2 separate regions of the Mus musculus genome follow, and region 1 is linked to region 2. A link is a contact called in public HiChIP or PLAC-seq data. All regions are on one chromosome and are shown on one strand. Each heading gives the region's core, a stretch centred on a gene start, on an enhancer-like site or on the middle of the called end of the contact. The rest is flanking DNA. Distances are from core to core; before and after follow the strand shown. Region 1 overlaps Lncpint (long non-protein coding RNA, Trp53 induced transcript). Region 2 overlaps Mkln1 (muskelin 1, intracellular mediator containing kelch motifs).

Region 1 (6,180 bases), core at 1,983-4,482, 370 kb after region 2:
TGCACGATTAAGGGAAGACTTTTTTTAATGCTATTAACTGTGCCAGAATGCTTCCTCCTTAGTTTTAAGAAAAACACTAAATTCTGAATCAACAGAAAAGATACAGTTGCTGAAAATGATGATTAAATGTAAGTTTGGAAGTCCTGGATAATTGTAATACCTGTGAATATTTCTGATACAAGAATATAGTTTCCTACTGATTTTATTTACAGGTAGTATGTTTATTCTAGAGGGTGGTTGATATTGAAGCCCTTGGAGGGACCCAGATCCAAGCTGGTGGCCCTAGGTGTCCCTCAGCATCCATCTCCCCTCTCTTTGGGCATTTTTTCTCATAAACTTTAGATACAGCAGCTTTGCCAGGTGAGACATCTTTTTAAAGACCAGAAAACAGCATCCAGAAGGCAAGGAAGGACTTCTGAGTTTCCATGGTGGCAGAAGCTTAGAAGTAGCCGACTCTTAGAAATGGCGTTTCGATCTCTGTCCTCTGTCCTGACGTGGTGTTCAGAGCTCTTGGTTAATGATTACCCTAGGATTAAGTTCCCTTTCAGATTCATGCGCCTGAGCTTGGGGCTTGCAACACGTTCAGTGTCACACAACAGGGGCATGGCCCACAAAAAGAAAGACAGACAAGAAAAGATGTCAGGTGGTTCCCTCACTGTATAAGTGTCGGGATGTGCTTTGCAAATGAGGACAGTCTGCATCCCTTGGCAGTAATAACTGGGGGGGGGGGCTGTTTTCATGTAAGGGGCCTGTTCTAGGCAGAAAAGCTAGTACACAGGGCAGGGCTTCACAGATTTACACACCAGCAAATAACACGTGAGTATATACATATCTGGGTTGAAATGTAACATTAGCTCTTAGTCATTAATATGGTATTCTCATACGTTTTGAAACACGTCTTGACGAAGGTTTACGCTTCTAAAATGACCTTAAACTTACCCCCTAAGGATATGGTTGCCCAGGGGCTCTGCCAGTAGAGATAGTAATTTCTGTGTTCGGCTCCACACTTGTCAGGTGTGGTGGAACTCTGAAACTTACTGGGGCAGGTAAGACATTTGTGTGAGATTTGGCCTGACATGACTTTTAAAAAAAAAAAAAAAAAAAAAAAGAAATCAGCTCGGGTATGCCTCAGTCTGAGACAATGACAGCATACACAGAATACATTGATAGGGTTTAAAGAAGTAGCAATAGTATTTGTACCATCTCCAAAATGTGATGCTTCAACAGGAGTAAGCCGGAAATGCCGAGGCTCCTGGGACACCACATCAACCCGGTGTCCTGCTGCCATTTAGAGTGTGCATCAGCCGTCACCTAGTGTTATTTGGGGAATGAAACAGGTTTCAGTGCTAACATGGAATATGAGAATCTCTGTTCTGATACACAGCTAAATTTTACTATTAGGCAAAATACTGGTAACATTAAACAAAGCTAGATCAGCTGAGAGGACAGTTAAATGGTAGCTTCCTTCCTGTTGGTGTTGGGATGTCCCAGTAGATAATGATCCTGAAACAAAATTTTATTTGCGAATACTTGGTTTTCTTAGTTGGACTTCTCGATTCAGAAAGTATTTGTGGAAACATATAGAAGGTTAAGATAAAAGCTTGTGTTATGGAAGGAACAAGCTTCCATACTTCACATTTCATAACATTCTTAAGTCTATGTTGTAAAGACGAGGCTTCCCCACCATTTGGACTGAAATATCTAGTGAGGATGGAGGAGAGAAGTTGGAAACTCCCAAGGCTTCTGCTTGGTTGCAGACCTGTGGAAATCAGTATGGAGCAAAGAGATACAGAGTGGGGCTGGAGCATGGCTCATGACTGAGTGCTGACTGCTCCAGCAGAGAATCCAGGTTTGAACTGCCAGGGTGTTCGAGGTCCTCTTTTGGCCTCTGACCCTGGTGCACATAAACTCATGCAGGCACATAACACGTTTAAAAAAAATTTTTAAAAGAAATATAGGAAGATGGTGTCATTTCAGATATGTGTCCTGAGTGGGTTTTTTTTAAATCTCAATTTACAGAATTTTTATGTCCACAGAGTGTTGGAAGTAGTTAGGTACTCAGAGCAAGCACCACTTGTGTAGGGCATACATTCACTTGGATGCCTGTTGCCCGAGTCAGGTAGCTGAGTTGGGGAGTCCATGTAGAACTCATTATATAAAGTTGTTGATTTAAAGCCTATAGCGCAGCGCATCTGTCCGGTTCCCGCGCCTTTTCCTCGTGCACATCCTTTGGCAGCGTGTCTTTTGTTTCCCCAGGCACACAATCTTCTAATGCAGCCTGTGAGTGGCAGCCCCTTTGACATAGGTCACCCAAGACCATCAGAAAACACAGATATTTACATTATGACTCCTAACAGCAAAATTACAGTTATGAGGTAGCAACAAAAACTAATTTATGGTTGGGGGTCAGCACAACATGAAGAACAGTATTAAAGGGCCGCAGCATTAGGAAGGTTGGGAACCACTGCTCTGACATAATGTTTGGATTCAGTCTCAAACACTGACTGCTCTTCCTCCGGCATTTGTCAGCTTGGATTTTACCCCTCTAGCATGGAGGTGGGGGTTGGGGGGAGGGCAGGCACAGGCAACTCAACCTGACTCTCCTTTCACAAAAGTTACAGATGCTCTACGTGGGGTTGTCCTGATGACTAGAGTCAGAGAGAAATCACCCAATGGTGTCTGCGGTCAGCAGTGTTAGTTCTCTAGACAGGCAAATGGCCCTAAATGGTAAAGTGCAGGATAAAGACCCAGGATGCTTGGATGAGGGGCACACTCTTGGGCCCCACAGAGGCATCAACACAGGTTGTTCAAGAACACATTGAAACATTTGTTTATGAAGGCTGGGTTACACCTTTGTTTCAGCTCTTGTTAGTTTTTCAACAAAAGTTAACATTTCCTTTTTTATAACTTTCCCACCTCCATGGAATCCCCAAACCATGGCCCCGGCCTCTTAGCCTGAGAGTGTGGTACCTGCCTGCCTGTACCTACTTCAGACTCACCAGCAGTCATATACAGAGAGCAAGCTCTGGCATTGGTGTGGGATACGTTGGTAAATTGCCGGTGTCGACATCATAATTCTCTCTCGCCTGGCGGAGGAGCCAGCTCTCCTTGTGGTTGGCTGTGGTTTCCTCTGGGCTGGGGAGAGTGGCAGGGAAACAACGAACCCTGTCTAGTTTTGACTCTGCCCGGGTGTAATGCATCCTGCGGCTCTCCTGAGATGGGCTGTGAGAGGCTTACCAGAAGGTTGGCAAATGAGACTTCCACACGCCTCAGCACCCGGTAGCCAATGGCTTGCTGAGCCAACATAGATTACCCCCTTGTGGTTTCATTCATCAAGGGGATCCCCGGCTTCATCAGAACACAGCCATGACTCTTCCCTGCCTCCTCCAGAAAAGCAAGTGCGCACATCTTGCCCTAAGAAGAACTCGGGGTGCCCTGGGTAAGCAGAAATGGGAGGGATCCTCCCCTAGTTTCCTCTGTGTGGATTGGGGGTGTTAGGGAAAGAAGCTCAGAGCTGCTTTTCTTTGAGTTTTCTTTTTTTTTTTTTAACCCAACTGCTATTCAGCGTTTCCTTCTGTCTCACCCTCTTCATGTGTAACCCACCTTCATCAAGTTGTACTTTCAGTTTCACATTTTAAATTACAGGATTCCTCTTTTCCTTGTGCATTTGAAAGGTTTTTGTAAACTAAGTAGCCACAGTTACTAAGTTACTAATTACGCCTAGTTCCTGGTTCTAAACCAGTTTTTAGGAAGTTTTTAGGAGGTGCTTTCACAGCTAGGCAGAGGGGAACGATCCCTGTAATGAGTTTAGGAACTGATGGTAACATGTCTGTCCGGCTTGCCCGTCTCAGAGGCCAACCTCGGAAAGAACACTGCTGAATCTTTTCTGGTGAAGTCAAGATCTCTCTTCCCCGTCTGTTGGTCTGTTTTCTGTCGGCCAAGCAGCTCATCCCTGTCTCTGGGCGTGGGCTTTGGTCTGTGTACATTCAGTGTGGTGGCATTTTTCTAGAAGAAGTGACTAAATCTTCTTGGATGAATTCTCTCTTTGAACGAGGTGGTTGGTTGCATCAGAGAGGCATTTACAGTAAATGGCTCCCCCTTCCTGTGCTGGCCACATGCGAAAGAATGCTCTAATTCTTGTTTTGAGGAAGCAGGAGCTATACAGCTCTGAAAACTCCCTGGTCTCATTAAATAGCCAGATTTGAATCTTAAAATTTTTTTCAAGTTGGAATCACTTTGTGCTCCCTAAATAAATGGCGCAGAGAGAGAAAGCTTTCCACTCCCGAATTCTGTCTGGAGCGCCTGATAGTTCCCAGTTCAGAAAGAGGAAATGGCATTGAATATAGATGTAGTGACGAAGGTCTAAAGTAAGTTCTTCACAGCCATTTTGTATTCCGGCCATCTGCTTCTTAGGTGTATGGGTGCTTGGTCTTTGGTGCCCTGGTTCTCAGTGCGATCCCGTAGCTCTTTGCCGAGGTTCTCAGGAAGCAGGTCTTCCCCCTAGTGGAAATGCGTGAGGGCGCTCTGGCTGTTCTTTGAGGGAACTTTAAGGTGCAAGCCCCATACAAGAAAACGTACGCAGTATTCCAAATGAGTTTATGTTAGGTGTTCATGTAGTCACCAATTAGTTTATAATTTTTTAAGCCTAGATTTAACTTTACATTTTTATAATACAAAACTATTTTGTATTTTTGTAATTCACAGAGTATATTATCTTTCATTTTGTTGTCTAACAGTGGTTCACCCTTTTATCTGACTACTTTAAAAACTTAAAAATCCACTTACTTATGTGCCCACGCGCTATGGCACATGCGTGCTGTGCACGTGTGGAAGTCAGAGGACAATATACAAGAGTCAGGTGTGGTTTTCCACCTAACTTTGAGTTCTTGCATGGAGCTCAGGACAGCAGACTTGGCAGTGACTTGCAACATACTGCCATCATGCTGGCCTGTCTGTCAGCTCAAACCCAAGTAAGTTACAAGGGCCTCTTTATTTCTGTATTGAAATATAAATATTTTACTTATACATTGCTTTTCTCCTTTATATTGAATTTAGGGAATTGCCCTAGCCTTTTAAAAGCTATTTATACACTTGTTGATATTACTGTTGAGTAGTATTTTGGAACAGTACCACGTGATAGAGCTTATTATTATTATTTCATTAATAGAAAGGGGGGCTTTGGAGGCCAGGGCCATTGCTCAGTATAAAATAGGGAGGAATGTACTGCTGTAATCCCAGTGCTCCTGTGGAAACGAGTCCCAGCCGCTAGCCTGGCACATAAAAATGGGCAAATATTGAGGTAGAAGGTGAGGACCTACGGCCGAGGTTGTTCTTTGACAGCATATTCGTGCCCGGTAACATCTGTGCATTCACACACACACACACACACACACACACACACACACACACACACACAGAGGAGGACCCCGTGCTGAGCAGGGTTTTGAACCACTGACCTCACTGCTCCTGCTGTTTCCACAGGAAGGGCAGTGTAAGGAAAAACAGGTATGGAGAGAAGTTTATCCATCACGGTGTAAACTAGCCGAGGAGTTAAAAATAAACACAGATTTTCTTGCAGTGGGACATTGTGTCCCTGCCTTCTTACCGTGAACCTGTTCAGTGTGTGCCATTTGAACTTGAGACAGTCCCATGCAGCCTAGCACAGCACAGGGAAGGGACTGACTGTATAGTCGAATGACTCTCCTGGGATCAAAGCTGTGTGAGTAGGCTGACCACCACAGTGGTTTCTGGTGCTTCCTCTTGGGCTCGTGATTTTTAATTTCCTAGGCCTTTTATTTGGATAATGTCTTGATATTGTATGGGTGTAATTATTTTTCTCAATTCTTTTTGGATTACTAGTGGAAGATTTTATTTTGCTCTTTGCTGTCCTCAATTTTCTGTTGTTTCCAGGGTCTTTTTGTTGTTTATCTTGTTTATTTTTGATGTCGATGTCTCTGTCTGTGTGTGTGTTGGAAGGGTGCCTCTCCCACATGGGTGGTCTCCCTGTATTGTGCTATTGGAGAACTGCTGAGAGTTGGGGGGAGCAGGCTTTATTTGGGAGTTCTCATGGCCATGTGAGTGGTTCAGTCCTCACGAGGCTTTTACTTAGAGAGTCACCTCCCTGTTTTCATCACCTGGGGTGGGGTGAAGTCAACACAGGAGACCTGCTTGTGTGACACC
Region 2 (6,215 bases), core at 3,147-5,646:
ATTAATTTATCAACAAATAACAATCTTCATTAAAAAGAAAAAAGATAGTTTTTTGACTTTCAAAACATTTCACTCCCCACTCCATTTGTCAATTCCTGGCATAATAAACTTCCCAAAGAACAAGAAGACATGAGCCCACCCGAGCAAGCGTCGACTTCAGCAGTGCTGCAGAGATTACTTTGTTTTGACCACACTCCTGTTGCCATTTGCCTGTACCAAGTGGCACATGAACTGCAAACTGCAAGCAGGAGCTGGCGAACGGTGCCTGAGGGTGGGTACCCTTTAGCCGCTGGCAAACGCTGTGTGCACTCGTGTGGATATGTTTCACCTCATGGTCCATATAAGAGACCAAAATCCAACCAAATGTTAGTACGAAAAGATAAACTGCTGGCATGCTTACCTAGAGCTGTGAAATCTGAGCCAGATTTGAACAGAGCTGAGGCTAGGAGTTGAAACTGTTAAAAACAAAAACAAAAACAAAAAACCAAACAAACAAAAAAAATACGGCAAATTAGCCAGCTAGCACACTTAAGAGAAACAACTTCTGAGACTTTTCATTCATTATTAGCCTCTGTTTTTATGCATGCATTGTACAGATCTAACCACCAAATATTGGAAAACAAAAACTAAGAACAAACAAAAGCCCTCACCACATTTAGATTAAAAAACCTGCTGTTTTTCTCTTATTTTCTATTTAAACAGTTTTCTTTCACTCACTGCGTTGCCCAGATTAGCCTTGAACTCATATTCCTCCTAGCTCCATCTGCTTGGATGCCTTTATATTTTCATATAATGTTTACACACTAATATTTGTAAGGGCCAATTGTCTTTTAGAATCCAAAATGTGACAAATATTTCAGACTTATCTTTCTTTTTAAAATTATTTTTTACTATTTATGCATATGAATGTTCTGGTTGTATGTCTATCTGGTGTCACGGTGGCGAGATGAGCATGCTGGATGCCCTGGATTACATTACAGATGGTCATGAGCCACCATGTGGGTGCTTCAAACTGAACCCAGGTCCTCCCGAAGAGCAGCACACACTCTTCTAAGTGCAGCTAGCAGCCTTCCCAGTTCCAGTCTATGTATTTTTGCTTGTAATATCTTTGTTTAGCTCTCACACTTCCCCCAAAGATTTAGGAATTATCTTCATCTAATTTCTGAGAATTTATGTAGAATTATAATTTTGTTTTTTTTTTTTTTTTTTTGGTCTTTCGAGACAGGGTATCTCTGTGTAGCCCTGGCTGTCCTGGAACTCACTTTGTAGACTGGGCTGGCCTCCAACTCAGAAATCCGCCTGCCTCTGCCTCCCGAGTGCTGGGATTAAAGGCGTGCGCCACCACGCCTGGCTATAATTTTGTTTCTTAAATGGTTAATAAAATTACTTATAGAGACATTGAGGCTGAAGTATTGTGCCAGAACAGTTTTCATTACAAACAAAACTATGTAACAATTGTAGAATTCTTTAAGATCTCATTTCTTCTAATGTGAGTTTTGGTAAATTACATGTTTTGAGGCGGTCTGCCCAGTTCCTCAGTGTGCTGACAACACTGTTCATTGCAACTCTTTGCTACTTTTTTCATAATTCTGAGGTTCTAGTGACTTCACTTTTTCATGTTATGTTCACAGTTTATGTTTTCTTCATGACTCTTAATAAGAGGTTATCCATTTTAGTTTGTCAAAGAACCACCACTATATTTATACTTTATTTTTTATAGTATGTTTTTCTATTTCACTAATGTTCTATTTTATCTTGAGTTTTTCTTTTTCTTTTCTAACTCCTTTAAAATGAAAAGTAAACTTCACGGATTCTTATGGCGAAGTTCCAGAGAAATCTGTTCTTTTAACAAACTGACAAAGTAAATTGATAATTTTAAACAATACCAAATTGTATTACAGACCTCATTCTTAGGTTTCTCAAATGTTTAACTGCCACCTAAACACCTCAAGATGGTTGTCCCATGGGTATTTCAAACTGGTCATATGCAAATCAGGCTCCCATCTCAGTCAGGAGCCCTACTACCTCAGCTGGACAAAGTCTCTCCAGGGCTGAAATCTGAGGTATGGGCTCCACCCTGCTCACTTACTCTTCTTTCAACGTTATCCTTCCATACCACCACCAAATTACAATGAAGTTTGTAATTAGCTTACTTAATATGTTCTGGACTAGGATCTTGTTCTATTTACAAATATATTTCCTACACCGAGAATGCCTGGCATTGTGTAAGGAATCAACACAAGCTATTAAATGAATGAGAGTACTATTTTGGAAACATAACAGAAGAATTGTATAATTAGTACAGAATGTTGTATAGTAGTTGGAAACTTGCTTTTCCCCACTCCTTTATTATAATGTCCTTTTGAAAATGGTAGGCTTGATTTTGGCAATTTTTTTCTCAAGCCTTTTCTAGAAAAAAAATACATAATTTTTACTAGCATGTTAATTACATAATAGGTTTCATCATATTTCCATGCATGTATGTAATGTATATAGGTCCTCTCTTACTAGCTGACCCTGTTTCTTTCTCATGTTTTTTGTTTGTTTGGTTTTGGTTTTGGTGATTGTTTTTGAACTACTCCATTTTATTAGTTTAAAAAAACAAAAAGCAGGATTCTGAGATTTACAAAAGCATGAAATCAATACAATTTGTATAAAGTTTTTTGCAAGTTCATCAGCAATTCATATCCAATATTCTGGAGACTGAAGGAAACAAAAGCCATGCTTTGATTTACAATGGCAGACAACAGTTACTGCCCTGGTCCTAGGTATCATACAGTGATGCTTATGATAACAGCACATCTAATGAACACATAAAATACCTTTGGTCAATGAGAAGTTAAAAATGAGAAAATGTGTAAAACATAAAACATACACACAGGGAAAAAAATAACTCAGATTTTTGGAATATAAAGTAGTTTAAAAGTTAAACCTGATTCTCCATACAAACAAGGGAAGTTGAAAGATCTTGAAAGATCTTGAACATCAACAGAAAAGTGTGTATTTCACGATTATATATAACCCTTGGTGATTTATAAAAACTAGACTTTAAAAATTCCTCCATAAATACAGAACTAACGTAATTTTAATTTTTTAAAAAAGATTTATTTATTCATTATTGTAAGTACACTGTAGCTGTCTTCAGACACACCAGAAGAGGGCGTCAGATCTCATTACGGATGGTTGTGAGCCACCATGTGGTTGCTGGGATTTGAACTCTGGACCTTCGGAAGAGCAGTTGGGTACTCTTACCCACTGAGCCATCTCACCAGCCCGTAATTTGAAATTTTATACCTAAAAATTAATTTTGAATGAATCAAATGTGCCTGTTCAATTTCTTTCTTTCCCCTCAGATAGATGGTGTAATGAGATACCTTGTCATTTCGGCTAGCCTTTAATTAGTGATCGATCCTCCTGCACCAACCTTCCCAATGCTGGAGTGCAGCAGTTTAGCACTACAGCTGTTCACTTTTATTTTATCCAACTGAGCATCCTTAAGGGCAGTGCATCATAGTTCTTCATTTCCTTTAAGCACTTACACAAGAAAAACATTTATCCATCTTTCTTTACCTCTTTTGTCTCTTCTGGGTCCGAATGATCCACAGTTATATAAAGATCATTTTGTAAATACTTCAGAGCACTAAGGGGATCCATTTGGGCCTTTTCTTCAAACCTAGAAAACACAAAACAAGGGAAGCAATTACTTTCAGTTATAAGAAATGGCCTTAAGGTTTGAAGAAAGGTATACTGCTTAGAGATGATCTCTTCTGGATATCTAAAAAACTGTTTTTGAGCATCCAGAGTAAGAGCGTACAGATGTCAGCTCTGCAGAGAGGCAGCAGAAATGCCCTGTGGCATAGACACAACTGTGCTGTCAGGATGTCTGTGGCAGGCAGAGCTCCTTACCGTTCCCTATGAAATGTGTGAAGGCTGGCAAGATGCCTCAGTAGGCAGAGTCTTCACCACCTCAGTTACTGAGGGGAGTTCACTCCTCAGAACTGATTTCCCTAAGTTGTCCTCTGATCTCCACACATATACCACAGTGTGCACACACATGTAAGTGTGCATACACTCACATAATAACTTTAAAAGACCCCAATGTGTCACATCAAAACCAAGTTGTTATAAACTAAACTTGCTTCCTTAGACTCACAGACTAGCTATGTATCTAGGCTCTGAGGCCCTAGAGAAAACAAATTCAGAACAGCCAGCTGAACAGTAGGGGACAATGAGGCAAACAATAAAGTCGCTGGAGCTGCTCCAGCATCACACGAGAAGGAGGGCCTTTATACCTGCTAAAATAGCTACTTTAACTGAGGTATCCTATGCATACCCCAGTCCCCTGCAATGTGAAATAAACCCACATTTCACTTTCCATTCTACTAAGGTCAGTAGAGAACTCGGTTTCCTGAAAGTACAATCTTCCCTCTTGCTTGTGGGCTCTGTTGTTGTTTCTACTCGAGGTTCTCATAATCAGTAAAGAGCGTTTCCAAAATTGGTTTCTGTAGTCTAGTACTGCATTTAGTCAATAATTATTCTCAACTGCTAAACATGATGTTAATACTGAAAGAAGGGGAGGGGGAAGGGGAGGAGGAGGGGGAGGGAAGGGAAGAAGGGAAGAAAGAGAAAAGAGGGGAGGGAGGACGGGAAGAAGACACAGTAAGTATGCATTCAAGGTCCTTTCCTAACAGTAGACACTACTGGAACAAATGACAAAAGCAACCATCAGAGAGGACTGAGCTGGCACGTGCTGTGTTACTTATATCCACTATTATATAATATATCCACTATTATCTAAGAGTGCAGGAATGGTGGGCCTTTCCTCTACATTCAGTCAAGACTTTAGTGGTTAAATTCTGAGATGAGTCAGTGGTTCTTTCCCCCACAGGAGCAAATGGCTGGTCATAAACTTTTCTTTCAATTTCAGTTACTTTATGAATTGATCTGATACTCTTAAGGTTTGGTAGTCTTCTACCACACATTTAAAAGTTTAGAGGATCCAGGACTGGAACAATGACTCAGCAGTTAAAAGCACTGGCTGCTCTTCCAGAGGATCTGAGTTCAATTCCCAGCAACCATATAGACATGCATGCAGGCAAAGCACCAATGAATGTAAAATAAGAATAAGTAAAATCATTTAAAAGAGAAAAGAGAAAAAAAAAGAAATAGCATGCCATTAAAAAAAGCTGGTGGGTGTGAGGGTGTGAAAGGGAGGAGAGAGGGGAGGGGCTATGATTGGGATGTAAAGTGAGTAAATAATTAATCCATTTTCATTCTCTTTATGACTTGACTACTCATTTCTTCTTATAAACTATGACCTACCTGCCCATCAAAAGTGTTCTATTTGAATAGTGGCGGTGCACACCTTTTATCCTAGCACTTGGGCAACAGAGGCAGGCAGATGTCTGTGAGCTCAAGGCCAGCCTGGTCTACAGAGTGAGTCCCAAGCCAGTAAGGGCCACACAGAGAAACCCAGTCTCAGGGGTGGGGAGTGAGGGGTGTTATAGTTGCTATTTTGCAATGCTAAGAAGCAAAACTAAGGCTAGGAAAAGTATTCTATCACTGAGCTATATCCCTGATCCAGAATATCTTTAAAGAAGAAAAATAAATGATAACAATTAAAATAATTTAGGCTGGCATGATTGTGTTAAACAAATGACCTATTATATATTTCTAGAAGAAATAAAAAGTAACTTTCTGGAGAATACTTTGATAACCCATCATTTATATCACCTTTTGGAATATAATTTATTATAATATTACAGAATTACCTAAGACATCTAGTGAGCTGATGTAATCCAAAGGTTTTAATAAAAGGAGACTAGTCAATTGCATATAAAATAGAATGCCATACAGCATTATATGATTGGCACTTGTTAGCATATTAACACTGTTTATAGTATTTCACTCACTCAGTGACTCAAGAGAATAAGACTCCTAATTTTCAGTTAAATAAAGTCTATACATAATAAAAATGTACAAGCTATAACCAAATATCAAATACTATTTGCAGGCAATCTAAAGGAAAGGCAGGGGAGTTAGCTCAGTGGATAAAGTACTTGCTGAGCAAGCATGGGGTCCTGAGTTCAGATCTCCAGAATCCACGTCAAATGCCTGGAAAGGCAGTGCACACTTGCTGGGAGGTGGAGACAGGGAGAATCTCTGGAGTCAGTCAAGCTGAATGGTTAACTCATCTCAGAGCTTAGCCCACAAAA

Evidence for each region. HiChIP or PLAC-seq counts read pairs in DNA pulled down with a chosen protein or histone mark.
Region 1: a contact with region 2 is called in a BATF HiChIP or PLAC-seq map of CD8 T cells, with 8 read pairs. The contact joins two enhancer-like sites. A contact is called at or near these places in 1 of 484 Hi-C or Micro-C datasets (bone marrow-derived macrophages), 6 of 115 datasets of contacts at active chromatin or transcription factors (the 230-238 cell line, CD8 T cells, the NIH/3T3 cell line and 2 more) and 1 of 9 other capture datasets (embryonic stem cells).

Annotation. Positions count from the first base shown.
Region 1 is chr6:31,123,708-31,129,887 of GRCm38.p6, reverse strand. All of the region lies in intron 3 of Lncpint (long non-protein coding RNA, Trp53 induced transcript), which reads left to right. Among named protein-coding and RNA genes, the nearest start is that of Mir29b-1, 64 kb to the right of the region's middle. Within about 2 kb of position 3,232, at least 247 of the 459 cell types and tissues checked have an H3K27ac peak or open chromatin away from gene starts, as enhancers often do. A contact at or near this core is called in CD8 T cells, where this site is marked.
Region 2 is chr6:31,494,127-31,500,341 of GRCm38.p6, reverse strand. Mkln1 (muskelin 1, intracellular mediator containing kelch motifs) reads right to left here. Exons shown (of 18, transcript NM_013791.2): 16 at 3,571-3,673; 17 at 401-455. Among named protein-coding and RNA genes, the nearest start is that of Podxl, 67 kb to the left of the region's middle. Within about 2 kb of position 4,396, at least 10 of the 459 cell types and tissues checked have an H3K27ac peak or open chromatin away from gene starts, as enhancers often do. A contact at or near this core is called in CD8 T cells, where this site is marked.